Linked DNA regions of Mus musculus: all the other regions are linked to region 1. The links are chromatin contacts, called in public ChIA-PET, HiCAR-type, HiChIP or PLAC-seq and promoter capture Hi-C maps. All regions are on one chromosome and are shown on one strand. Each heading gives the region's core, a stretch centred on a gene start, on an enhancer-like site or on the middle of the called end of the contact. The rest is flanking DNA. Distances are from core to core; before and after follow the strand shown. Region 1 holds the start of Fbxo8 (F-box protein 8). Region 2 overlaps Galntl6 (UDP-N-acetyl-alpha-D-galactosamine:polypeptide N-acetylgalactosaminyltransferase-like 6). Region 3 overlaps Galnt7 (polypeptide N-acetylgalactosaminyltransferase 7). Region 4 overlaps Galnt7 (polypeptide N-acetylgalactosaminyltransferase 7). Region 5 overlaps Galntl6 (UDP-N-acetyl-alpha-D-galactosamine:polypeptide N-acetylgalactosaminyltransferase-like 6). Region 6 holds the start of Spata4 (spermatogenesis associated 4). Region 7 holds the start of Wdr17 (WD repeat domain 17).

Evidence for each region. Promoter capture Hi-C pulls out the DNA fragments that hold promoters and counts their contacts. ChIA-PET counts read pairs in DNA pulled down with a chosen protein or histone mark. HiCAR-type assays count read pairs that join an accessible place to other places. HiChIP or PLAC-seq counts read pairs in DNA pulled down with a chosen protein or histone mark.
Region 2: an H3K27ac HiChIP or PLAC-seq map of microglia shows a contact between it and region 1, with 7 times the contacts expected there. The contact joins the enhancer-like site here to the promoter of Fbxo8 in region 1. A contact is called at or near these places in 7 of 39 promoter capture datasets (the 3T3-L1 cell line, the HPC-7 cell line, HPC-7-derived erythroid cells and 4 more), 2 of 484 Hi-C or Micro-C datasets (the Ba/F3 cell line and pre-B cells), 6 of 115 datasets of contacts at active chromatin or transcription factors (astrocytes, cardiomyocytes, embryonic limb bud and 3 more) and 1 of 9 other capture datasets (liver).
Region 3: a contact with region 1 is called in a promoter capture Hi-C map of hematopoietic stem and progenitor cells, with 2.9 times the contacts expected there. The contact joins the enhancer-like site here to the promoter of Fbxo8 in region 1. A contact is called at or near these places in 7 of 39 promoter capture datasets (the 3T3-L1 cell line, 3T3-L1-derived adipocytes, the HPC-7 cell line and 4 more), 1 of 115 datasets of contacts at active chromatin or transcription factors (pro-B cells) and 2 of 9 other capture datasets (adipose tissue and embryonic stem cells).
Region 4: an H3K27ac HiChIP or PLAC-seq map of thymic regulatory T cells shows a contact between it and region 1, with 12 times the contacts expected there. The contact joins the enhancer-like site here to the promoter of Fbxo8 in region 1. A contact is called at or near these places in 10 of 39 promoter capture datasets (the 3T3-L1 cell line, the HPC-7 cell line, HPC-7-derived erythroid cells and 6 more), 1 of 484 Hi-C or Micro-C datasets (pre-B cells), 5 of 115 datasets of contacts at active chromatin or transcription factors (astrocytes, double positive thymocytes, memory CD8 T cells and 2 more) and 1 of 9 other capture datasets (embryonic stem cells).
Region 5: a contact with region 1 is called in an RNA polymerase II ChIA-PET map of memory CD8 T cells, with 7 times the contacts expected there. The contact joins the enhancer-like site here to the promoter of Fbxo8 in region 1. A contact is called at or near these places in 5 of 39 promoter capture datasets (the 3T3-L1 cell line, HPC-7-derived erythroid cells, hippocampal neurons and 2 more) and 2 of 115 datasets of contacts at active chromatin or transcription factors (large pre-B cells and memory CD8 T cells).
Region 6: a contact with region 1 is called in a HiCAR-type map of astrocytes, with 5 times the contacts expected there. The contact joins the promoter of Spata4 here to the promoter of Fbxo8 in region 1. A contact is called at or near these places in 5 of 39 promoter capture datasets (the 3T3-L1 cell line, 3T3-L1-derived adipocytes, the C10 cell line and 2 more) and 2 of 115 datasets of contacts at active chromatin or transcription factors (astrocytes and embryonic stem cells).
Region 7: a promoter capture Hi-C map of embryonic stem cells shows a contact between it and region 1, with 6 times the contacts expected there. The contact joins the promoter of Wdr17 here to the promoter of Fbxo8 in region 1. A contact is called at or near these places in 7 of 39 promoter capture datasets (the 3T3-L1 cell line, embryonic stem cells, hippocampal neurons and 3 more) and 1 of 115 datasets of contacts at active chromatin or transcription factors (astrocytes).

The regions. Positions count from the first base shown.
Region 1 is chr8:56,549,257-56,552,688 of GRCm38.p6, reverse strand. It overlaps Fbxo8 (F-box protein 8), which reads right to left and starts at 1,535. Exons shown (of 6, transcript NM_015791.4): 1 at 1,313-1,535. It overlaps Cep44 (centrosomal protein 44), which reads left to right and starts at 2,123. Exons shown (of 11, transcript NM_001009951.1): 1 at 2,123-2,144.
Region 2 is chr8:57,779,013-57,782,544 of GRCm38.p6, reverse strand. The region is part of intron 11 of Galntl6 (UDP-N-acetyl-alpha-D-galactosamine:polypeptide N-acetylgalactosaminyltransferase-like 6); the gene reads left to right. Among named protein-coding and RNA genes, the nearest start is that of Gm2921, 19 kb to the left of the region's middle. Within about 2 kb of position 1,599, at least 5 of the 459 cell types and tissues checked have an H3K27ac peak or open chromatin away from gene starts, as enhancers often do. A contact at or near this core is called in microglia, where this site is marked.
Region 3 is chr8:57,590,657-57,594,460 of GRCm38.p6, reverse strand. The region is part of intron 1 of Galnt7 (polypeptide N-acetylgalactosaminyltransferase 7); the gene reads left to right. Among named protein-coding and RNA genes, the nearest start is that of Gm25379, 43 kb to the right of the region's middle. Within about 2 kb of position 1,645, at least 61 of the 459 cell types and tissues checked have an H3K27ac peak or open chromatin away from gene starts, as enhancers often do. A contact at or near this core is called in the HPC-7 cell line, adipose tissue and hematopoietic stem and progenitor cells, where this site is marked.
Region 4 is chr8:57,573,907-57,577,691 of GRCm38.p6, reverse strand. All of the region lies in intron 2 of Galnt7 (polypeptide N-acetylgalactosaminyltransferase 7), which reads left to right. Among named protein-coding and RNA genes, the nearest start is that of Gm25379, 26 kb to the right of the region's middle. Within about 2 kb of position 1,316, at least 206 of the 459 cell types and tissues checked have an H3K27ac peak or open chromatin away from gene starts, as enhancers often do. A contact at or near this core is called in the HPC-7 cell line, double positive thymocytes, memory CD8 T cells and 1 more, where this site is marked.
Region 5 is chr8:57,826,035-57,829,800 of GRCm38.p6, reverse strand. The region is part of intron 9 of Galntl6 (UDP-N-acetyl-alpha-D-galactosamine:polypeptide N-acetylgalactosaminyltransferase-like 6); the gene reads left to right. Among named protein-coding and RNA genes, the nearest start is that of Gm2921, 28 kb to the right of the region's middle. Within about 2 kb of position 1,265, at least 11 of the 459 cell types and tissues checked have an H3K27ac peak or open chromatin away from gene starts, as enhancers often do. A contact at or near this core is called in memory CD8 T cells, where this site is marked.
Region 6 is chr8:54,598,845-54,602,596 of GRCm38.p6, reverse strand. It overlaps Spata4 (spermatogenesis associated 4), which reads right to left and starts at 1,816. Exons shown (of 6, transcript NM_133711.4): 1 at 1,582-1,816; 2 at 666-795; 3 at 167-285; 4 at 1-57. The coding sequence starts at 1,796. It overlaps Gm46039 (a long non-coding RNA gene), which reads right to left. Exons shown (of 3, transcript XR_001778557.2): 3 at 3,295-3,558.
Region 7 is chr8:54,722,003-54,725,676 of GRCm38.p6, reverse strand. It overlaps Wdr17 (WD repeat domain 17), which reads left to right and starts at 1,309. Exons shown (of 30, transcript NM_001372370.1): 1 at 1,309-1,389.

The DNA of each region.
Region 1 (3,432 bases), core at 286-2,785:
ACAGCCTAACTACGACCTCAAGAAACAAGCTGAACTACTCTGTTGAACGTTGCCCTGATACTTGACTCAAAGAAACCAAGATAGTACATGTTTGTTGTTTTAAGCTGCATTAAATTTGGGGATAATCATAAACCAGCAATATGAAACTAATGACGATACTTAGGTAATTGTTAATTTAGAAAAACTGTATAAGCAAGAAGTTTCTGAATTAACCTGAAAATAATAAATTTATTTATTGTTCATTCTGAGACCTGCTCTACATTGTAAAAACAAAACAAAAACAAAAACAACAACAACAACAACAAAAACCTTTCACAAAGGTAGCCGGAAGCTCTTCTCGTCGGAGTGAAAGTGCCAAAGTCCAAAGAACCAAAGCAAAGAGAAGAGTACTTAGTGACCTGTTGCAAAACCATACTTCCAAGCCTTTGGAAGGCCAAGAAAAAGGATTGCTAGCTAGGGACAGTCGGGGCTACACAGTGAATTCTGAGCCAGCCTGGAGTACACAGGAGACCTTGTCTCAAAATACAAACAAAAACGGAGTGCAAACACTGACATGAACAACAGTTTGTATTCAATTGCAGTATTGAGGGTAATGAAGAGAATATGGCGCGCGCGCGGGGTGGGGGTCTTTACAAATAAATGTCTCATTTATAAATTAAGTAGTCACAATTATTAATTAGTAAATACAGAACGAAAAATAAACCAGAAATATATCGAGTAAGAATTGCAAACTTCTATGGTTTTTGTCTAGACAATGTGTACTGAGTAATACGATGTGGAAAGTGGAGCGTAGCCACAGAAAAACAAAACGAAAAGGAAAGTGTTGAACCAATTTTACAGTCTGTTTGGAGACTGTAGCAACTAGCAATCAGCGGAGGTCTTAAACTGGATATGTTTGAATTCGTATTAAGGGGACGCCGTAAGAAATGAAGCGTGCCTTGGCATCGAACGACGCTGTAACCACCACAAAAGCAATACGTGAAACTGAAGAAAGTAACCTCCACCGTTTGTCATCTTTCAAGAGGGACGACACCACGTCGCTACCGCGAGTCCCAAATCGACCTCTATACCAATGGCCTAGAAACAGAAGAGACTCACACCCGCCTCTCGATTCTGATACACCATTTTAATAAGCCACCGCTGCTGTCACTCAAAATGTCTCACAGTACCCATTGGTCCTAAACTGTTGCTTGCTGGGCCAGGGCTATCAAGTGGCAAGCATCCCTACCCCTCACTTCGGAGGAGAAAAGTGAGAGCGTCCGGGCGGGCGGAAGAAGCAAGGCATTGGAAGCCTCTGTGCCGACGCGAGTACCTGAGCGACCTGGGATCTCCACCGCCGCCGCGACGACTCGGCCTGTGGGCGGGGGCTGTCAGCCGAGAAGAAAATGGCTCAGCCGGGAACTGGTGCCCAAGCCATGGAGAGGCCTGTCCAGAGCGCACGTGTTCGCGCTGGAGAACACGATGGCTGCGAGGGAACCAGAAGCCGCCCCAGACTCCCGCGAAGTCACAGCACCTCTGCCTGCAGAAGCCCGAGTGGCGGACCTTGCAAGGTTTTGACGTTTCCTATTGTTGCCGGAAGTGACGTCGAGGAGCGGCTCCTTAAAGGAAAAAGATTTCCGTTTTCCTCATTCAGATTCGCCAAAAAGTCTTTACTTTTCCGCTTCTCATTCTGAACTGCTTTGGCCATCAAAATTATGCTAATTTGAAATGTGACATTCAATAAAAGACATGTAATTGATAAGACTTTAACGACAGTAGAGTATCCTGAAGAAGCTGCGCGAACGGAGTGTGGAATCTGCATCTAGGAATGCCAGCATTTGGGGCAGCCTCTGGCTCGGAATGTTTAGCCGCTGTTCGAACTCTCGGCTCGAACTCTGAGTTCTAAAAACAAACCGTCGGCACGAGGGGCGACCCGAGGCGCGGGCGTAAGGCTCTGGGGCTGCAGACCCGGTTCCCGCCACGTTCTCGGGTTTCTAGTGCTCCCTTCTTCTTTCTGTGTTGGTACGGTAGCCTTGGGAACCTTTCAGTTTGCTTAGGGGCTGCTGGCTGAGCCAGAGCTCGTGGACCTGCTGTGCTCTGGCTTGGACGAAGGTGGCCCTTCTGCTGTCCTCACCGAGGTTCCTGGGTTGTAGGCGAATGATCAGGTCTACCTTTTCATCCCTTTAAATTTAGAGGCAGAAAGGGAATTCGAGATGGGACTTGCTTGTGTACCAGCTGGTATGGTTTTGGAAGGCATCAAGTAGAATGAATCGGAGTCTGCCCTCTTTGAATTGTTTTGTAGATGCCTTTAAGTTTCTTTCCGTCAAAAATACATCTAGCTTCAAAAGACTGTCCGGAATAGAAAAAGTACTCCTTCCTTCGTGTTCTCTTTGTTTTCATCTTCATGGTGTCTCCCCCCCCCCAAAAAAAAAAAAAAAAAAGAATTCTCCATCTACTTTGAGGCCTATGATTGCTCTGTATGAAAAGAAAACTAATTTTAACATATGTATTCTAGACTTACTGCTACACTAGACTGTTTTACAGAATTATTTGCAAGCATTTTAACAATGTTTTATGCGTGAACACAGCGGTTCCCTCATCGGATCTTACAACAGCATTTTCCTAGTATCTATTACGGAGAGATTTTGTAAGTTTAGTTTCTACAGATTTGTATCCCTTTATCTTAAAGTTTGTCTTTTAGATATGTCAAGCGGAATTTCAAAATCCTAGCTATCCACTGTGATTATTAAAGGCTAGTTACTTTATCCTGGGCAAAATGATTTTGGAGTCCTGTGACATGTTTTTAAAGACCTGTAGCAGCTACGAAATTGAGCTGGGTTTGAAACAAAGTATCTTAAACTGCAAAGCTGGGGGACTAGCTCAGTGGTAGAGCCATTGGGTATGCCAAGATCCTGAGATCGGTTCCGTTCCCCACCAAAGCCATCTTGTGCGGTGCTCACAATGTCTTCCAGCAATTCGGTTGGTGGATTTGATTTGTTCCTAACTCTTCAGAAAGCTAGGTAGACCAGTGAGACCTTAATGATTGAATCTGTATATGGTCTTCATTTAATATCCTGTGATAAGTAATATAAAGTGAAAATGCTAATTTTTAAGTAACAGTTTAATTTTATCTCAGATTAATTATGGTCAAGTGTAAAGTATGTTTCAGTACTTGATTAGCTTCAATTCATAGTAATAATTTTAGTATTTACTAATTAAAAAACACTAGGAAAGCCTTTCTTGAAAACATACTTCTATGATCTTGTTTTTTTAAAAATACCTTTATGTTTTTCTCTTCTGTCATATCTTTTCCCTCCACCTACAGATACAAGCTGTACTTGAATCTTACTCTTCTTTAAAATGTTTATTGTGCTGGTAATGAAGAGGATGTGTTCCTGGGGCATACTTTAGTGTCCGAAATTTCATTACCAGAAGTAGAAATAATGTAAAGAT
Region 2 (3,532 bases), core at 350-2,849, 1.2 Mb before region 1:
TCTTCATTGTTTATTGTCTATGCCCCCTCCATGCAGAATTTAAGACCATAGCATAAGACCTGAAACTTTTAAATGGTTAGATAAAGGTATAGAGAAAACACTTGATGGTGTAGACATAGGCAATGGCTTTTTGAATAAGACTCCAATAACCCAGGACATAACAGCAAAAGCTGACAGACGGATTGCATCAAATTAGAAAGCTTCTGCACAGTAAAGAAAACAATTGTCAAAGTAAAGAGACATTCTACAAAATGAGAAAGAAATGAGAGAAAATTTGCTAGTTATTCATGTATAAAAGATTAATATCTACAAAGTATAAAAACTCAAAGAAGTAAAACACCAAGAAAGCAAATAATAATCAAATCAATAAACAGGCGAATTAATTCAACAGACTCTTCTCAAAGTACAAATCCCAATAATTTTACAAAGTAATGTTCATAAATGATGATTTCTCTCAGCCACCAGAGAAATGCAAATCAGAATTTCACTGAGATTCTCTCATCCAAGTTAACATGACTATAATCCAGAAAACAAAACCTCTCGAGGACAAGGACAACAACTTAATACTGATGGTAAGAATGCAAATTAGCTTACCCACTGTGGAAATACATAGAGAGGTTCCTCATAAACCTAGAAATGTGGAGCTGGAGACATGGCTCAGCAGTTAAGAGCATTGACTGCTCTTTCCAGAGGTCCTGAGTTCAATTCTCAGCACCCACATGGTAGCTCACAACCATCTGTAATGAGATCCAATGCCCTCTTCTGGCATGTCTGAAGTGAGTGACAGTGTACTCACATATATACAATAAATAAATCTTTTTTTAAAAAAGCCATAAAAATGTAATTACTACATTATCTAGCTGTATTGATCTGGTTATATACACAAAGGGGATGAAGTCAACATTCCACCACATTTACTGTGGCCCTTTCCATAGCAGCCAAGAAACAGAATCAGCCTAAGTGCCTGTCAAAAGATGGAAAGAAGCTGTGATATAGATAGACGATTAATAGATAGATGATAGATAGATAGATAGATAGATAGATAGATAGATAGATAGATAGATAGATAGATAGATAATAAAAGGATAGGTAGTAGAACTCTGGCAAACAGGATATGCACATTAAATTTTTAAATAAATCAAATGTATGGATGTGTTATTTAGTATTCTTCCTCATTTACATTAAATTTCACTGATATTTTTCTACATCAGACCCTTGTTATGTACCTACTGATCTCTTCTATTTGTTGGGTTAGAGGATACAACTTGGGTTATCTTCCTATAAATGCCTCTTCTCTGACAATAACCAATATATAAAGGGTACTTCATAAATGTCTGTTGAACTCATTCAGCCTGCTGAATAATGTATTCAAAAGGCCCACCTACCTGATTGTTCTCTTCTCTGGAAAGCCCCAAACCTGAATGGATAATAATTTCTCCAGCTGTACATCAACCAAAACTTTGATGTAGTTTCCCACCGAGCCTGATAGTCCTTGGTTACCTTTGTCTCCTAAATCCTTTCGCTTAAGTGGGAGGTACTGTTGTACAGTGTGGGTAACGGATTGAGTCACAGGACACTTTATAAAGCTTTATTTCGCCAGGATTTCAGAAAAGTCTCAAACCAGATGGCTAGTACATTCTGATTTTTAGAGCTGAGGATGCTTTCTGACTAAAAATAAATTAGGGGAAGCTATTACACAGTTCCTTGTATGTGAGACCCTGAGCCAGCAATTCTACATTTCCTCCTCCTATCCCGGACTTGGGGACATTATCTACATTTCCAAGTAAGTGAACTTAGAACTTAGTACCTCCTCCAAAGGCAGTGAGCAAGTGACTGGCTGGAATTCACCCTCTCCCTGTACAGCCACAAATCTCAGGTCTTTTCCAAGGACTGTGTGCTGCCCCTCCAGGTGTGTCATGTTTTGTTGTAGGAACCTTCTTCTTGTGATATATGCTGCTCTCCCTTTATATCTTTGGTATGAGGACATTTTGTGACCCCAGGCCTGGGCTGGAATGTTTTGTACAGCTTGTTCATTCTTTTAACTCTCAGACTCTATGTAAAGATGGAAGGTAATAAGGTATAGTACCGATGTGGGAACACACAAGGTGTCACACAGCTGTCACTCAAGTCTGTGGCCAGCCTTGAAATAGTGTAGCTCTCAGGGAACTACAGAAAAAGCCTCACCCATGCTCATCTGCATACATTGATTGATTTTGAAGGGCAGTTCAGGAAACATTCGACATCCCCTGCTCAACGATGTCATAGACAAGGTAATGTAAAGGTGACATTGACCAGCCAAGGCTGTATGCCATGCCTTTTGTCAGCACTGGACCAAGAGCAAAGGCAGAGCATCAATCATCACTTACAGAAGATTGTCATGGGACATCACACTTTCCAAATCCTCCCAAGTCTATTCCATAAGAGAAAAGACTGCTCTGTTAACAGCCATGGCCGATGGGATGAAGGGCAGAGGAGAGGAAGGTTGTCACGTAGAAAAACCATATTCAGAGGACAACTACTCACTCCGCTGACTTAATCTCAGCTAGCAAACACAGTGATAAAGACATCCAGTAATCCAAAAGCCTGACCCAGTAGAAGCCTATAGATAGCAATTACGTCACCCCCTAAGGTTGAAAGTGACCAAGGTATATTCTGTTGAAGGCTACAGAAGCTTCATCTCTGTGGCCTTGCTGGGCACTCCAAAGACAGGGGTGAACTGAGTTCAGTCTGTAGCCAGAGAACAGTCAGTTGATCGAGAGGCTATTATAATGGGAGGGCTTCCAGTTTGACACCCTGCCATTTGTCTCTGTCACGGGTGAACTTTGCAACAACGTGCTCATTCAGTTAGGACAGGGAAAGACTTTGGGATGCACCGATTCCACCCTCTCCTTTTACATCAGCTTCCCTGGTGAAAATAGATACAAATCGTTCCAATTTCCAGCTCCTACAAGGACACAAAGTACCAGCGCTAGAAACATATTCTGGATTGTTCTGGCCTCACTACATTTGAATAGCTTACCTGGCTATACTCATGAGTACACCTGTATTGGTCAGAACATGTGTTTCCATGAGGGTTTGGGAAACGACCATCAACGGATGGCTCAGAAATGAATGTCTAGAAAAATAGAGTACTTGGGAAATCTAGTTTGGTTTTTGTGTCCATGTGGGCACACATGGGCTGGTGGGGATAAGAAATGAGAGAATATTCATTTTCTTTACTGACTTTAGGTTTCAAGGAAATGCCTATTTTTTAAAAGGAAACTGGGCGTGTCTGCATTTATGTCTGAGTTGTTGATAAAGGTAGTAGGAAGAAAAGCAGGTAATAAAGATGGGAAGGACATATACCTGCATGGAATAGAGCAGTTAGAATTTAGCTGGTCATACAGAAATTGTCCTGGACATTATAGTTTAAGAGTGGTCTTTGAGGGGCCTATGAGAAAAAGGTGCTTGTCGTTAAACCTGGCAACCTGAGTTTCATCCATTGGATCCACTTGGGGGAATGAGAAAATTGAATCCTGCACTCTGTTCTCTG
Region 3 (3,804 bases), core at 396-2,895, 1.0 Mb before region 1:
GCTTAAACCAAGCAAGCGTAAGATAAGGGTACCTGAGGTCAGCTTATATTCCAGGAAGTGCTGTAATAAGAGATGATCTAGGTCTAGAGGATTTCTACGTACCCAGCCCTTGAGCAAGCACTGGCCAGGCACCTGCTGTCTTCCAGGTGATTGGATCTCACAAGTAGACTGTTGTTTGCCTGACCAGGAAAAAAAAATGTGTAAGGTCTGTGGGAGGAGGCTGGGGAGTGGTTTCTGCCAGCTTATTCCTTAATTTAAGTTTCTGGTTTGAACTACTGTGTGCTTATTGGAAATTCCACATTTACAAAATAGAACATTAGAGATTATAGTGTCAATACTTTTTTTGAGTGACTCCTGTCCTCTCAAGCTATAACTTTAATGTTGAAAGTTAAAAGTTATATTACTAAGACCTACTAAGATTACTAATACTTTAAGCATACAGCTTTTTAGAAAGTACAGTTTTAGTTGGAGAGAGTGTTTTATGCCTTTGATCCCAGAGCTCCTGGGGCAGAGGCAGGGTGGATTTCCATGAGTTCTCACAGTGTGTGTTTCAGGCCAGGCAGGGATGTGTAGTGCGCCCATGGTTTTGTTTTTTAAAAAGCATAGCTTCCATGGATTTAAACGGCTTTAGTTCTCATTTGGATATACTAAATTCTGCTCAGAGTTACACTGTATACTTCTGAATAAACAGAATGGATCTGTGACCCATCTTACTAATAATACTTTCAGCGATACTTGTAGACAACACCCAATCGTTGGAAAAAAAATCTAAAGTTCCAAAAGATCAAGCTTAAAAGTTAAATTACAAACAAACAAACAAACAAAGTTAGCCATAGTGACACATGCTTGCAATCTCAGCACTTGGATGTAAGAGGATCCGAAGTTCAAAATTATCCTTAGCTACATAGCAAGTTCCAGGCCAGCCTGAACCATGTCTCAAAGACCACCACCAACTACAAAACCACAAAATAATATTTTTATTTTTCTAAGGAGTCTGTTGTCGTTACTAATATAAACTTGTATTCAGAAATATTTTAAGTGAATATGTGTTCTGTAAAGAAGTTTATTTCTGTTCACTAGGATTGGATTCTGATAAAATAAAGTCATTATTTCCTGCCAGTTGCAATGTAGTTTTGCTGAAACCCGCTGGAAGAGCAGCCTGCCCTCAGAGTACTTGTGGTCTCGGTGTTCAGTGATGTGAGGGAGAGGGTCAGACCCTGCTAAGGGCTTTTCAAATGGAGATAGCTCTGAGAGCTGCCCACTGGCTGATTTAACAACTGGAACGTAGGCACAGATAGCATAATTATTATCAAAAGAGAGAATATACAGAAACGATGTCAGTCATTTGTGTGTGTGCTGTTTGTGTTTGCATATGTGTGTGTGCACATGTGTACGTGTATGCACTTGTGTGTGGAGGCCAGAGCTCCGTGTCAAGTGTCTTCCTACCTTTACTTTCCTTAAGACTTATTTATTTGTATGTTACATGTATGAGTGAGTGTTTTGCCTGCCAGGAGAGCTGGGTCAAACTGGATCTAGAGATATATTATGGGCCATTTCGAGCTGCAAGCTGTCATGTGAGTGCTAGGAACTGACCCAGTCTTCTGCAAGAACAGGAAGTACTCTTAACCTCTAAGCCAAGCCACCGCTCCAGCTCCCCGACCTCATGTTTTAGACAAAGGCCTCTTCTGAACCTAAAGCTTCCCCCACACACACACACACCCTTGGCTAAGGTGGCTAACCATTGCGCTTCAGGGATCCACCTGTCTCCTCCTCACAGGAGGCAGGTTACACCTGATTTTTTAACGTGGGTGCGGGGGATCTGAACTTAGGCCTTTATGCTTATGAGGGGAGCGTTTTATCCACTGAGTCACCTCCCAGACCTCGGGTCAGGCCTGGTGGTTTTCCATTTGTTTGCTTTTGTAAGAAACTGAATAGTGGGAAGAAACTTGCTAAACTCCTGTTTAGTTTCTTAGATGATTTTAAGTACTTAAAAGGAACATCGGCGGTTTCCACTCAGAGCATCCAGGGCTCATGGTTTACCTGAAGGAAAAGTCTTGGATGGATTAGAAGCTCCTGGGGTGAGTGTGTGCACCGTTGTCATCGTTACACAGGGAATCCGGTGTCCAGGAGCTGGTACTAAAAAAGATGTTTGGACCAGACACCAGAAAATGGAGATACTTTTAGATAACCTTATCGACTTTATCATTACTTGTCGAGTTGATTACCGAACACTAGTGGACATTTTCTACTGAGTAAATGGTATTTTCAGTACATTTGATTTTCTTATGAAGTCAGGAAAAATTATCCTATTCTAACAACAGAAAAGAAAGGGTTAAAGCCAGTGCAAAGATCCAAGCCTTTAAGTGTGCCTTCTCGGACTGTTTTGTTGTAGCCCTGTGACTGATCACTATTAGGTTAGTGTGGATGGACACACCTCCTTTAAGAACAACAGATGAAGCTAGGCTAATCACACAGGCCTGTAATTCCAGTGACTCTAGAGACTGGGGGAGGAGGACACAAATTCAAGGCTTGCCTGGGCTCCAGAGTGAGTTCAGGCCTTCTTGGGCAGCATAGTGAGATTATCTCAGAAGAACAGGGTCTCAGTAGTAGAGAACTCACCTATCATATGCGAGGCCCTAGGTTTAGTCCCTTGTGTCCTTTGGACAAAAGGGAAAGACAAGAACACCAAAAGATATCCAGCTATGCAAGAAAGCCCAAAGCTGGCCGGGCCAGTTGCACAACAGTGAGATGCGTCGTGGTGCTCTGGTAGAATGGGAATCCAAAAGTACGATTTGGCCAAGTTTTTAGAAAGATGCGTATATTCACGTTTGTCACACAGTATAGGATAGAGCTGTATCATTGAATGTATTTTTGTTTTCCTTGGTGTGCCTGGGAACTTGGTAAAGCCTCTTTCCTGTGCTTAAACTGGCGGCAGTTACTCACAACCCTTGTGACTCTGGTTTCTATAGCGTGTGGGCAGTTTTGGGAGGAAAAAAAATCACGTAAAAAGAGAAATTACTAGCTTCATAGCGAAACTGAAGGTGTCTCCATAGACAAGATCTTTTTTGTTTTGTTTTGTTTTGTTTTGTTTTGTTTGTTTGTTTGTTTTTCAAGACAGGGTTTCTCTGTGTAGCCCTGGCTGTCCTGGAACTCACTCTGTAGACCAGAATGGCCTTGAACTCAGAAATCCACCTGCCTCTGCCTCCCGAGTGCTGGGATTAAAGGTGTGCACCACCACGCCCGGCCATAGACAAGATCTTAACACTTTGTTCTCAAGATTAAATTTAAGGAAGTGGCTTAAAGTATAGTCCTTAGCCTGGTAACCCTGCCAAAGTCTACCGCTCAGTGTCTGAGTCTCTCAGCTGGGTTTTTTTGTGTGAAATGATCACTGTAATATTAAGTAAAGATCTTAGTCTATTAAGTTTGGTACTTTCAAAAAAAGAAAAGGACACAGGAAGCCTCCTCCAAGGGGGTCTGTTTGTTTCCGTGATAATTCTTGTCATGATGTCACATTTTATCTTACTAAGTCACACCCAAAGCTTATGTGGGTCTTTTGTATTCCCATCAGCGTACTGAACCTAGAAACACTTCATAGTTCTGCCCTAGGCCCTCAGGTAGACGCTGCCAATGACAAGGTGACCTTCAGTCCCTTTCTAGTTCAGGAGTCTTGAAATATATTTGGATATTTGGAGTCTTGAAATATATTTGGATATTTGGTCATTTCTTACAAGGGATGATGCTCTGTGCAGTGGTCTCAGCCTTCCTAATACCACGACTATTTAATCAAGTTCCTCATGTTGTGGC
Region 4 (3,785 bases), core at 67-2,566, 1.0 Mb before region 1:
TGACTACTTCTCTTCTTTGAATCCAAAAGATACTTTCTAACCAGCTTGAGATTTTTTTTTTTCACTCCTGGAAACTAGTGTATTTAGGGATTTTCCAGATTCACTTTAAAAATAAGTTCTCTTCTGACTCTCTGCTTCTTCTTTCTCCAGTAAACATGCACATAAAAAGAGATGCACAGGGACACACAGTCCCCTTGGGAATCCCCCAGCTGGGATGGGACACAGATCTGCTTTCCGTTTAAGATTCTGGTTAGCGGCAGGAGGTGTGTCTAGGCAAGCTGAAGTTCTTACAGAAATCGAAGGGTGACACATATAATATCGCCCTTACTTCTGCACAGAGGTAAGAGATTAGTTACCACATTCACAGACTGAGACTACAGAGAATGGAACGTGTGCTGGTGTGTAGTTCTGAGCTGCCTCCTCAGCAGAGCACCCATGATCTTAAATCCCCTTGCCCTCTCTTGGCACTCCTTCCCTGACACCCTCGGGGGCGGGGGGGGGGGGGCAGGCGGGGAGATCCCTCCCTAAAGTGGGGGTGACTCTTCTGCTGCCTGGACCTCATTTGGTTCACATTGATGGTCTTGTTGGAGTTGCAGTTACAGGGGATTTCATTCCCTCCTCCCGGTCACCTGTCACACAAACCATCCAGTGTGTCTGATCGTGAGTTAGAAACTCCCGTTGTCTACATTTGGCTTTTGCCAACCCCTACTCCCAGCCAGAGGTTTAAAATAGCTTCTCAGGAAAGACACACACACACATATGGGGAGCTATGGGTTCAATAAAAGAGCCCGTTTCCAAACCTAAGAGGAAAAGCAGCTATGGGTGAAGACATCCATGTTGACCTCTGTCCTCCACAGGAACACGTGGGTACTTGCACCTACGCATACATTCGCACAACACACGCAACTTTGGAAAGAAAGCAGAGCCTGTTTGCTGCCTATCTGAAATACCAACAGGGATGCCAGGGGATGCTCTCTGGACTTTTCTCTTTCTAGAATGTCTCAGGCTGTGAGGCTGTTCTCTCTGCCAAGTGATTAGCCTGTGCTGTCCGCTAAAAGGTCAAGTCCTCAGAAAAGAGAACCACTTCCAGTAGATCCAGACACTTCCAGCAGTGGCCACTGCTGCCGTGTGGACGCTCAGAGCAAATAGCAGGGGATAGGCCTGTCCTCTGGAGCTCAGCGTGGCTCCTCTGGGAACTCAGTGGCTGAGACTGCGAACAACAGCCAGAACCATTAGCCACGCCCTGCTTATCAGTGTGCAGTTCTTTGCTGTGTGCTGCTCTTGTGTGTCTGGTAAATAGGGAAGTGTCGTTGAGTCATTGTGCAGGTCCTGGGTGTTCAGGGGTTTCCCCTGAGCGTTACTTACAGTTTGGTGGAGATCAGGGGAGGGCCCCTTTGTAGTTTAAGAGGTGAACAGAGTTTATCTGTAAAAACCTTAAGGAAAAGGTCTTTCTTTTTGTGCTGCCTTGTGGCTTCAAAACCGACCGAGTTTGGCAAGATGTTGAGCTGTCTGGGGAAACTACAAAGAGCACTGGGAGAGGCTGAAAAGGACTTGACAGATAAGCAATGCCATCCTTGGATTAGGCTTTTAATTTTCCTTAAATGTCCTGTACTGGAACCTAATGTCTCCCAAGGTGTACGGAATAGAGAACACAGCCTGTGGGGTTTAAGGCCTCAGAGGACGGACTGTGGTAAGAAGCAGAAACACCTGGGGGCCTTTAACTGTTTTCTTTGGCTTTTGCTTTCCTTCAGGATTGGATCTCACAGTCGCTAAACAGGTTTTATGTCCTCCAGTCCTGTCCTTCCTGACTCCTGAAGTCCTGAGTTTGGAATCATCTGATTTCTTCTCATCTTTTCTCCTTGTCCATGAAAAGCTTCCCAGGAATATGCGTGTACCCATTTATCACAAGTACTGAGTTGTAAAGAACAGTCAAAGCCAAACACTGAGGTAGGGCCATCTTATGGTACAGGCGCGACCAGAAGAAAGGGGGCCATTTTCCACATGGAAAATCGGTCACTTTTGTGGAACTGGCTCCTTGTCACACTTAAGAAAAGAGGAGATCCCTCCCTCTGCACTTATTCTAGACTCACAGCTGGCATTCTGCAAAGCAAGCGTCTCTCGGTGAGCAGGTGCTGTCCTTGGGCCACACATTCATGAGACACTCAGGGCGGTAGAGAGGTAGGGCACACTACTGCTGGTAGCCTGTAAAACCCTATGACGATGTCCTGACGCCATACACTAAGCAGATCTCACCTGTGTTTTAGCTGCTGCTGCTGTGTGGGTCTTGGTGATGTTGTTCAAGACCAGGTTGTCAAAGTGGTTGAAGCGAGTTAAAGATCCTTTCTCTGTCTCAAGATTAAGTGGGAGTCTGGCATCCCCACGAGCGAAGGCAAGCTGTTGGATAGGCCTTGAGGCAGCTTCAGCCCTTTTTCTTCAGTGGGGATTGTGGAAGTGGTAGTACGATAGTTAGTTATGTACAGTGCTTATATCCCAAGTACACTTTAAATAAGTTAATTACCTTTGTTCACTGGGAACTAAATATGTGAAAGATGCATCAGCAGGATTGTTGTTTTGTCATTCGTACAATATATAAAATAAACATGTTACAATGTTTTTTTTAAAAAAAAAAAAACAATTTAACCTGGAAGCCAAGCTAATTACACAAGTTACGGCTATATAAATAACGTAGTCTAATTACATTCAGCCATGCCTTTTAGCATGTCACAGGGAAAACAGCCCATGGCTATTCCCTCTTCACTGAATCCTGTGGGAGATCCCATCTTCAAAATGTAGCTAACATGCAGGAGGAAAATCACATTTAAAAAAAAAAATAACCCAGTAACTTATTTTAGAGCGAGCACTGTCATTTTAATCAAAGGGGAAAAATAGCTGCACTTTGTGCAGAATGGAAACTCCCAGTGAGCAAATCAAAAACTAGGATAAAGGGCTCTGGAGAAAGATTTGAGACTCTAAACTCCACGTTTGGAAGGCCCTGGAGATTCACAACTGCCGCTGTAAAGGGACAGGTTGTGAGTCCCTACTGCACTGGGAAGAGCAGCCTCAGAGAGCTCGTATTCCTGTGAGGCAAGAGCGCCCCCCAGAGCCTGCGCCTCTGAGCTGCAGGCCCTCAGCCACCTCCGAGGAAGAGCTTTGTTTGTTTGTTTTGATTGTTTCTGAATGAAAAGGAGGTTGGGAGTGGGGTGGGCCACGGGAAAGTCTGTGAAAGCTTTTGGTTGAAGGCTGTAAGGCACAATGATTAAGGACAGAAACAATAGATTTTTGAAAACTAAGTTGACTTTAATCATTTCCTCTACACATTCGTTGCTAAAAATTAGAATAACACAAGATTGCCTTTCATTGCAAATTTCTTAACATCAGAAAGTTTAATTATCTACTAAATTATTCCAGTCTAGCCAAACTACCCAAAAATTCTATTTATAACATATCATTTTTGAGATAGGGTCTGTCCTTGTCGTCCCATGTAGCTTCGAACTTTGAATCCTCCTGCCTCAGCCTCTTTTAATATTTTGATACAGAGCATGGACTTATGTTATAAAGATGCTGTGCCTTTGCAAAGAGGTGACTGACCGGATGCTGTGAGCTCCTGTCTCTACACTAACGACATAGGAGGAGGCTAACTGGGATGCATAAAGCAACGACACCTGGTGGCCAGCATATTCTTAGGGCAGAAATGGTGTTAGGTGGCATAGTGAAACTATTGCCATTGTCATAAGAATTAAAGTTAAATTCACGAAGGTGGCCTTGGTTCAAGCACAGGGATTCAA
Region 5 (3,766 bases), core at 16-2,515, 1.3 Mb before region 1:
GAAAAATAAACTCCATGAGATCACTAGATTACTGGAGATTACTCCAGAAATTACTAAAAATGCATAGACATAGGCAGAATCACACTAAGAAGGCATTAATACAAACTCCCTTAGTCCCAAACTAGACAAAATAATAGTGCTTATAGAATTTAAACCATTAATAAATATAGTAGGTCTAATTCACAAATCTCTTTCTGGAAACCAGATTCAATTTATCTTATTTTCAAGTGCATAAATTTGAAAGCCTAGTGATGTTAAAAAGAAATGAAATTTTGTGAGGTGTGTGTGTGTGTGTGTGTGCGCGCGCGTGCCTGCATGTATGTACAAAAAGACACAAAATAAAATTACAAAAGGAAATGCCTTATATACTCAAACCTGAATTCAAATTTGTAATTAAGTCATGGGATTGTTTTGTATTTTTTTGTTGTTCTTGTTGTTTTGAAAATCAAAAGGATATTCCTGAAAATAGTTTTATGTCTTTTTAAATATTTAATTAATTGATGTATTTATTATGTGTGTGTGTGAAGCAGCAACAACATTCATGTTAAGGAAGACTTGAAGGTGTCAGCTCTTTCCTACCTTGGGAGCTCTGTGTGAGCTCTGGAGATTACCTCAGAGAGGTAGGTGTCCTGGTCACAGTTCTCTTGCTGTGAAGAGACACCATAACAACCCTACCTTTTGTGAAGGAAAACACTTAACTAAGGCCTTCCTTAAAGTTTCAGGGGCTTGTTGCATTATTATCACAGCAGGGAGCATGGCAGCAGGCTTAGCAGGCTTGGGACTGGAGAAGTGGCTGGGAGCTACTTCCTGATAGGCCACATCTACTCCAACAAGGCCACATCTCCTCATCTCTTCAAACACTTCCACTCCTGGAGAGTAAAACATTTGAGCCTATGGAGGCCACTCTTATCAAACCACCAGTCCGTCTTAGTAACAAGACTTTGTCTACATCAGGTTTCTCTCTTCAAAAATATTCTTTTAGCCTCAATGTCCTATCAGCACACTTGATTGTCTAGTATAGACTCAGAATTCTTCACTAAATAAATAAAGCAAAGATACGTGGAGACATAGCTGAAGTCAATTGCAAGGCCAGGAGAGTACAAGGTAGGCCAAAGAGAGTGGATATCAAAGCCTGGTGTGTTCAAGTGGCATGGAAACCAAAAACAAGTGGATCATAATTGTTACAAATGAGACAGTGCAAACCTCATAAGGTTGTTATAATGCATTCACACATTGTCGTGGTTTGAAGAAAAATGACTCTCATTGGTTCATAGGGAGTGGTGTTATTTGGAAGTGTGGCCTTTTTGAAGTAGGCCCTGAAGGAAGTGTGTCACTAGTGGTGGGCTTTGAAGTTTCAAAAGCTCAGACCAACCGCATTTTATCTCTTCCTTCTGTCTGCTGATCCAATTGTAGAACTTTCAGCTACTCTCTAGTACCAGGTCTGCCTGTTTGCTGCTATGCTTCCTGCCATGATAACAATGGACTAAAACCTCTCAACCTGTAAACCAGCCCCAATTAAATGTTTTCCTTTGTAAGAGTTGCAGTGGTCATGGTGTCTCTTCACAGCAATGGAAATCCTAAGACACACATATAATACTATCACTAGCCAAGCATGGGAGCATACACCTTTAGTCCTAGCATTTGGATGCCAAGGCATGTGTATCTCTATGCACTCAAGAACATTCTGGTCTACATAGTGACTTCTAGGACAGCCATGAGTGACTATACCTAAATTAATGAAATAAATACATTTTTTAAAGAAAAATAAGAGAACAAAACAAAAGCTTTGTAAGTGATGTTACAATGTAATTTTTCTTTGTAAGTCAGTTTACAATGAAACACTCTTCAAAGGAGCAAGAGAAAACTAGAAACACAGTAAAATCCCTTGACCATCATGAACAGTTACTAGGATCCTCAAATCACCATTATGAAAAAGTGACACTTAAACTCAAACAGTTAAGCGCTCTCCATGTGTATTCCAGGATGCCTAGAAGGTCATTGTACTTGAGGGTTGTTTATGCAGATGTCTAGATAATTAATTCAAAAGGAAAAATAGAAACATCAACATTTTGTAATCCATCCAATGCAGTACTAATTCAAGCAGCATTTACCACTAGATGGCAACCACTTGAGACAAATATAAGTACAAAATATTTACTATTCAATCATCAAGCTATCATCACCTCAAGCGCTCGATCAATTTTAGCATCTATGAAATACACACACAGTTTGTGAAGGAACAGACTATCGAAAAACATCTCTCTGAAACATTCTTATGGCAAAAATAACAACAAATAAACTTCCCATGTTAAAGGCTTTAATTCCAACACTTGGAAGCTGAAGTAGAGTATGTTTACCACAGCCTGGACCACAAAACACCACAACATGAGACCATATCTCAAAAATAAAAACAAAGTTATTAGATTACACTTGTTCAAGCTTGTAGCTATAAGTTCAGTCTTCAGGAAATGCAGGAGTAGAAGAATCTTTTTAAAAGTTTCTTTTTAAAGTCCCCAGAAGTAGAGACCTAATAGCTTAAGTCAGATCATGGTACAGGCCAAAAAAAAAAAGAAAAAAAAATAGGAGAGACAAGTGTCATAGATTATAATATTTACAAGACAACACAAAAACAATGAAGTGACACTTGACAGAATTATGAATAAAATAAACTATCTGAAAGAGGGTTACATCAAGACCAAAGACATGTATGGATGTGAAAGTACTGGATATTGGTGGTATAAGAGCCTCTCTCTGTCTCTGTCTCTGTCTCTGTCTCTGTCTCTGTCTCTGTCTCTCTCTCTCTCTCTCTCTCTCTCTGTCTTTCTGTGTGTGTGTTTGTGTGTGTGTGTGTGTGTGTGTGTGAGGAGATTGACTAGTTAAAAATATCTTTCAAAGCAAAAGGTATTTGGAAAGCAATAAAATAATAAGACAAAATACTAATGGCCTTCTAAGTTCACTGATCAGCCCGTAGGCGAGGAATGTTTAGTTGTATATACCTGTAATCCCAATGCTTGGGAGATAAAAGCAGGCAGCTCAGAAATTCAACATTGTTCCCACTTATAAAATAAGTTCAAAGCCAGTCTAAAGAGGGTGCATGTCTCAAAAAAAATAGAAGGAAAATGCATAATCGAGGTTTTTGTTAATGTATTTTCTTTTAAGACATGTGGAGACTATAGTGGAAAAGCAAGCATCGGCATGTTTGGGAGAGACAGTCAAACATCAGCACTTTCTTATTACTTATACCCTAGGGCTAAATTCGCTAACGTATATTAAAACATATTATGTCACCCTATGGTGTTTGAATGAGATAATGCCTGAAAAATATAATATAACATTATGCTCAAAATTTATACCTGAGATATTTATTAGATATTATTCATCATAGAATAATGAGACAAGATGTTATAGAATGTGAAATCAGATGGATTTTGTGCATATGTGTGTTTAGGCATTATTTATTTGCCAATAAAAAATAACTTTTGAAATAATTCTATGAATCGTACGATGTATAGAGTAATTAATATTTTTAAATGCTTACTATAATTGGTTAACTTCTCCAAATATACATAAAAACATGTGGCCTGATTCAGCAATCCTTAATAAACTCAGCAGTAAAGCCACATCAGTATAAAGAGTGTGCATGAAAAAGAACCACTGTGGACACATGTCAGGGGAGATTCACATCAGCACAGCACAAGTTACATTGTAGCAATCTGAACTAATGGCACCAATCACAGAGGATGAGTGTCCAGCACCTCTGAGACAA
Region 6 (3,752 bases), core at 567-3,066, 2.0 Mb after region 1:
CGCATTTGGTAAATATAGTCTGTGAAATTAGCGAGATCATCCTGGATACTTCTAATTCTGAAAATAAGAAACAAAATATTGTTGGCAAACTATGTCTTAGTAGTGAGCCTTATGTCATCAAAAGTTTACGTTAAATTGTGCTGTTGGAAAATTTCAAACTACTTACTCTTGATGTGTTAGTAAAGTGTAAATCTCCTGTATCAGTATTTCAGGTACCCCAGCCTTACAGTGAATTGTTCCATGGATTAGTTCTTTAGGTAGTTTAAACTTCTTTTTCGCTAGAAACTTTAATAATAGAAAGAAAGTATTTCATCATCAGAAGTTCTAGAAAAATAATCAAGTATTATGAATTTACTTTAACTAACTTTTCATTTGAACTACATTTTCTATGTTATCAACATTCACTATTTCTTCAAGAAAGCCACTATTATATACCACTCTAATTGTCATATACTAAATTTTATAGTTTATTTATAGTTTTGTATATAATGAACAACTAGAATTTGACTAATCAGTTATTTCCTAGACTTGACATAGAGTCTCTCTCTCTCTCTCTCTCTCTCTCTCTCTCTCTCTCCTGTCTTTCTGTTTTTCTCTCAGACAGAGATGTAGTGTACTATCTAAAACAAGCTTCACAGGAAACTCTTGTCAATTTTGTGTCTTACCTTCTCTATCTGTGCCCAGTTATCCAACTTGACTTTTAAGGAGGTTCCATTTTCAAAGGATGATAATCGAAGGTCCCAGGGATAATAAATACAGAATATCTCTGCAACTAGGTAGCCATTTGAAAAATCCCTGATACATAACAATAAGGAAATGGAAAAAGTGTAATTGAGATAATTATATAATAGCTAATAAACCATATTGACAAACTATCTGGAAAAACTTGTGTTGGTTCATTTCTCTGAGAAGGTTTCTCAATAGGAAAGAAAGCAGTTAGCTAAAGTGTCCTTTAATGAATCCTCCTAATTATTAGATTTAACAATGTTGCCAAGTGATTAAAACGCTTATTGAAAGTTTCACAGATGCTTGAAAAACCCAATACTGGCATTAATCGTTTTCCTGCAAAAGATCTATGGTATTCATTTTTATGGAATTTTGTTCACATTCTATAGTAACAGCCAGTTACATAGACCATCGTTTCCGTTAAACAGAAGCTTAAAAAAAAAAAAAAAAAAAAAAACCTCAGATAACTGGATACATGATACATTTTCAAAAAAAGGGTAAACTAGTCCTTATTACGATTAATACAAACAAAACAAAACAAAAACCTTGGTTTTTTGTGATTATCAAAGCATTCCGGAATAGCTTAACTCTACAGTGTAATGACCAGTTGAATGAAATCAATGAACACAACGGTCCACGTCTTTCTGGAACTTCCTATCTTGATATGTATGCCTTGTGGCATGCATGAGTGAGCAGGGAGTTGGATGGCGAGGCTGTCTCCGTGAGGAGGGAAAGCAAGGCCAAGGAGGCTGATTCCAGGCTTAGGGAGCCTGAACTGAGCGAGCGCAGGTGGCCTAGGGGAGGGTGACACCTGAGGAGGAGGGTGAATCACTGGGTCCTGTCTGGCTTTAGCACCTGGTGACATTCCTAGGGAAGAAGCTGAGATCTAGGCCCTGGAGCCAGCGCAGGACAGAACGACTCAGGCGGGAGCTCCTAGGCGGATGTGGATACACCAGACATTTCTTTGGCTTCTTTCCTGCGGGAACTGCTGGTGGTGTAGGTAAGGACGTCTTGGATGATTCTGCCGCCGGCAGTGGTAAACACTCCTCTGCCTGGCCGGCGGCAGCCATGGTGCTTTATGGGTTTCTATGGCAACAGATCAGCTGGGGGCTGATAAGGTCTGCTGGAATCGAGGCTTTAGCGTCGAAGGGCGGGGCTTCGGCCTCCAAGAAGGCTCTGTGTTAATGACATTTAGGATGTGACTCAATGTTTTGGAGTCAGTAATCTCTGGATCCATGAACGTTAACAGTCTGAGGAACTAAAGTTGAAGACAGAGCTTCAAGTATAAATTGTTGGCTTCACTTGCACTGTGTTGGCAAATCTTTCTTTCTGTATCCCAGTTCACACATTTTATAGTGTGTGTATTTTGGTCTGCCAGCTAAAGGCCATTGTTCAATAAAGAATTTTGAAGAGAAATGTGAAAAAGCTCTAGAAGACAGTGAAAATTGTTTTTTTTTTTGGGGGGGGGGAGGTGGATGAGAGTAGGAGATAGACCTGGAAACCACAAAAATTTTGTTTTAAGAAGAAAACAAACCTTTAAAATTCATCATACCTATTTCCATAATGATTATGTAAAATGTACATTAGTCACATATTTTAAAGCTATTTATAGATTACATTCATATACTTCAAGATGTCCTGAGATGTATAATTTCATTCAACAAGTATTTATTGAGTATTTCTTCTGTGCCTGTAACTGATGCAGATATTTCTATCCATTAATGAGTGATTCAGAAAATGAAACTTATTACAATGTGGTGATAGGCAATTACAAATTAGATTGCTATGCAGGAAGATAATATCAATCTCTTAAAATCTCTATAGCAAGAATATATTCAGTGTTGAATATGAATACGTATCCCACATATAAAACATGGGCTGGATCTTGGTGGTGCTATGTAATATATTATTGAGTGTTTTCTTGTATATTTGATCATTTATAAGGTAGACTAATGTGACTTTGTATAAGGTTAAAATGAGGCCAGGGGAGACAGATGATTAAGGCGCTTGCTACTAAACTTCAGTTTGTTCAATAGGAGACTGAGAAAACCAACTCCTCAAGTTGCCTTTGACAACACACGAACACATGGCACATAATTGCCCATATAAACACACACACTAAAAAGTGTCATTCTTAAAGAGTAGGCATGAAAGAGAGAGAAGAAGTAGTATGTTTTCTCTTTGTCCAGTGATATATGTCTTATCAATGACTCATTCTTTTAATGACTGTTTTTTAAGAAACTGTCTTAAGGTATGAAATAGACCATCACCGTCAACTGTTGTAGTTCCTACTTTCATCGGACCAATACCCATGTGTGATCCTCTAGATAACACTGATGTAGGCTTTACCACTGTGGGAACTCCTTTGGACGTACAGATACATTTATATAAGTGAAAAATTCACCTACACTGACAAGTGCTGCCATGCTAGTATTCTGTGTGTGTGTGTGTGTGTGTGTGTGTGTGTGTGTGCAGAGTTTTAAAGCCTAAAATCCCAAAAATCTGTGCCAAGTTCTTCCACCAACCAAGATTTAGGAATAAGGGATTTCCTTGGGAACTTGTCTTGTGTACACTTACCTCTCTCCCATTGGTTGGGGTATTTACCTGTGCCAGGTAGCTTGCCTTGTCTAACATTCATGTCTTAAGTTGCTAGGCAGGGTGTCAGTTATCCACATACATGACTCTTTCTACCAAGTAGGATGTCAGTTCCCAGGGAGGTCTTGGGAACTTAAACTTTACTTGACCGTTTCTCAAAATGTAAGTCTTAATCCAAATAGTTTTTTATATTAGTGCAGGTGTCTCTTTTACACTGGAGTCCATCCCAGGGTCAGCCTATTAAAACAAATTCAATAAAAGCTTACATATAGGTGCAGGAAGTGCTGCTGGGGGCTTGGTTTGGGTTCAACCTTATTGTGGGTAACTCCACAAAGCAGTTCTGCCTTCTATCATGATTGGTTTCTAAGAGCACAGAACATAACAGACTATGTAATCAACTTGGGCATGAGAAAGTAACAGCAGAAACAACA
Region 7 (3,674 bases), core at 60-2,559, 1.8 Mb after region 1:
TATGCATTGTGAAGGTGAATAGGAAATATTTCCAGAGATTTTCTCTTGTAAGGGTAGATGATTGTTCAGAACTTGGCCTATGATTGAAGCTCCAAATATCATAAATGAACTACACTTTGTGGGATGAATTTCTCTGAAAAAAAAATTCACGGTTATGTAGAAGAGTCTACAGACTAATTTTGTTTGTAGAGAGTTGGCCAAAAGTCCATCGCCAAAATTATTTGGGACTACCTTACTCCCTGTAATAGTTGTTTATTGTTCTGTATCTGATATAACATGCCTTTCACTATTATGGCAAAGCTTTTCAAATATATTAACTTGGCAGACTGTTCTACTAACCACAGGCTAAGGATTGTCCTTAGACAGCATCTAGCAGATTTCCCAGGTTTATGTATCTTGCTTACCTGATGTATTATGACAATAGTTTGTTAACTACTTCCACGGTGGAACACACTATTTGGGGCAACTTGTATCCATGTTCCTTGTATTGTATCATGGTCTCTCAGAACATTGATTCTGAACATCTGCTTACTCCCTTTGGAGTGCATACTGTGCTTTTAATGGTCAGTTTCAAGTATACGAAGGCCAATTTCCTCTAATGTATTGACTAAAGGACCAAATTAAAGAAGCTACTTCAGAAATATAAACCCTAATTACATGACACTAGCATATGCTTTCCACCAGTGTCCACGGGGCAAATATGTTTTGCTCATGTTATGGACAGTTTTATTAATTGCTTGCAGCTGGACTAATCAAAACAATTTCATTCACAGATGTGGTTCATGCGGCTACTTGAACCAATGAAATATTAAGACGTGCAGGACAGCGAGCACTCTAGACTCACATTCCAAGCAATGCTTCAAGACTAATGTAGAAACCAGGTGATTTATTTCTTGTACATTCGATTCATTTTTATATAAGGTACAGCTTCGATGTAGCAAATTAGGCAGTGACAACGCTAGTGGGACGTATTCCTTCTGCTCCACCTTTTAAAATAATGTACATGCTTAGCTTGAAGCTTTGACTCAAAGCTTAGGAATCACATCTTCTGCACAGCAGCCGCGTTGCTAGGTAACCAACTCTCCGGGCCCTGTTTCCAGGGGTCACCAGGGACTTCCGCCTCCCTGTCCCATGTGCTCCAATCAGATACTAGGGTGCTTGTCACGTGCAATTCTGGGGCGGGATCCAGAGTGCTGTCCTCCCCAACCTGCACTGTGAAGGGTGGGCGGAACCCGACTCTGGCTCAGGGATGTTCAGGGCCGCCCCGCCCCTGAGAGCTGAGTGGGCGGCGAGGAGGGCGTGGCGGGTGCGCGGGCCAGGGCGGTCCCTTTGGCCGGTCCTGCTTCAGCACCTGCGGTTGTCCAGAGCTGCAACTGCTGTCTCCTTCAGGTAAGGCTCAAGTGGGGTTGCAGTGTAGGAGACTTTGCTCAGCGCCCAATCAAAGAGGATGATATTTGAATGAGTTGGCTTCACGTTGGTGACCAGCACTCTAAGGTCGCAGACTAGGACTCTGAGCCTCCTACAGTGCTGTGCAAGCCATGATGCCTGAGGAGCTAATCCCAGGAGTTTTGCAGCCACACACCTGAGTATTATAAGGCATAGTTAGAACTCAACATGTATGAGGATTCCCCCTGCGTGGAAGCTGGGGCTGTTTCTAAACACATTTTTGCTGTTATTTCTAAGCTTTTAAGTATATGGGTGTCTATAACCTAGAATGTTATTCCACCAATGGGCAAGACGTATTTGCATAGATTACTTTGTCCCTTTGAAATGGCTGTACCAAGAAAGCTTTTAAAAAGAAATGTTATAAGGGCAATACTAACCTGAGAAAAGATTGTTGTATATTAAGGAGATCATAAAAATTCTTTCTTGTTCTCTTACCGATGTATCCACATTTGTATGCAAGTATTCATAGGAGCAAAGTCTATGTTATTAAAAATGAATTAGAATACACAAAATACACTAAAAAGTTAGATCATATATCAATCACATGTCATCATTTATTTTATATAAATGTCTTTAACATAGATTTGAAGATATATTTCTAACTTACTCAGAACAAACTATCCTCCAAAGAATACTAAGAAATACGCACCCATTGTTTAAGAAATATGAAGTATTCAATTTAATAATATGATATTATAATTGCCAAATTTATCACTATCATATCATTTCTAGGTTACAATGATCACAAAACTAGTTAGATGCAAGGGAATTTATGAGGATTTAAAAACTTGAACTAAAAAATGATGAAAATATTCTATACATTTGCTGGTTCCTGTGTTCTCTTATCATTATTTTGAACGGGGAGAACTTAACACTGCAACAGTAGTGACTGAAACCTGTAAGTATTCCTTTATTCTGCAAGGTGCTGCAGCAACCAGAATGTGCCATGCCATGGTTATAGTTTTATGTTGGAAGACAGAAATCTGAGGCTGTCTGACGAACTTCAGTAACTCTGAAAACTTGTCAATTCAAGAAAATTTGGGAAACTTGCTTTAGTGGATTATTTATGGGTTAATGTAACAAGTGGTAGTTTTAGCACATTAAGAGTTCTTGGAAACTTTTCTAAATTGAAATTAACTAATAATCTATTTCAAAAGATACCCATAAAAGGAAAGTTTCTTTTTTAAAGTGAGGTCTACAAATGTGTATATAAAGACTAGTTGGATTTTTTTTTAATTTATGTTGATCTGGTATCTCCTTGTGTTGATTTTTAATAGATTGCTAAAGAAGCATAAACACTTCTGGGGAAATAGTATTTTTAGTTGCCTTTTAAAAACTTCATTCTCTTTAATTTTATAATTAAAATGTTATATCAGAATTCTAAAATCACACTATTTTTATTAGATATTTTCTTTATTTACATTTCAAATGCTATCCCCAAATCCTCCCTATACCCTCCCCCCACGCTGCTCCCCAACACACCCATTCCCCTTTCCTGGCCCTGACATTCCCCTGTACTGGGGCATAAGATCTTCGCAAGACCAATGGCCTCTTGCATCACATATAGAAATCTACAGATGAATTTAGCTTTGAAAATTAATTTTAAAAACTCATCTGCTCTAAGGAAAAGCTACTATATTTAGGCAGTTTTTCTTATTGTTTTCTGTAAATGACTTTAAAGTCCTTAGCCTGAGTAGAGATGGGCCAAGAAAGCTTTTATACTAATTCAGAGAAGAACATGACATTTTTTTAGGTTATTTTGTTATGTTTTGCTTATTTTATCTTGTGAGCCATAGAAGGCCAACAGTGGTTACTATGTCAGTATTAATAAAATTATAAAATTTCTAACTTAATCTAATTTTATTGTCTGAAACATTGTAATGAAGACCACACTGAATGCTCCATTAATCTGAAGGATTAACATTTTCCTCCCATAATCTAGATTTACTTGAGATTTGGTACATACAAGAAGAATAGCAGTAGTTAATATTATTTGAGTAACCCCTTTAGTCAGCCATTCACGGTGATGTCACGTCTACACATGGAAGACTGTAGCATTAGCCATGTGATTTCCAGTGTATTTTCATGGATGACTATCCTATGAAGAATATTTTGTTTTGAAATAAAACTTATTAGGAGATAGCGAAGGCTATCTTATTAGCTTCTTACGCCTTCTCCTTCATTTGTGTTAGAAGCACATTCAACTACTAGCAGCACTTCCGTGCCTA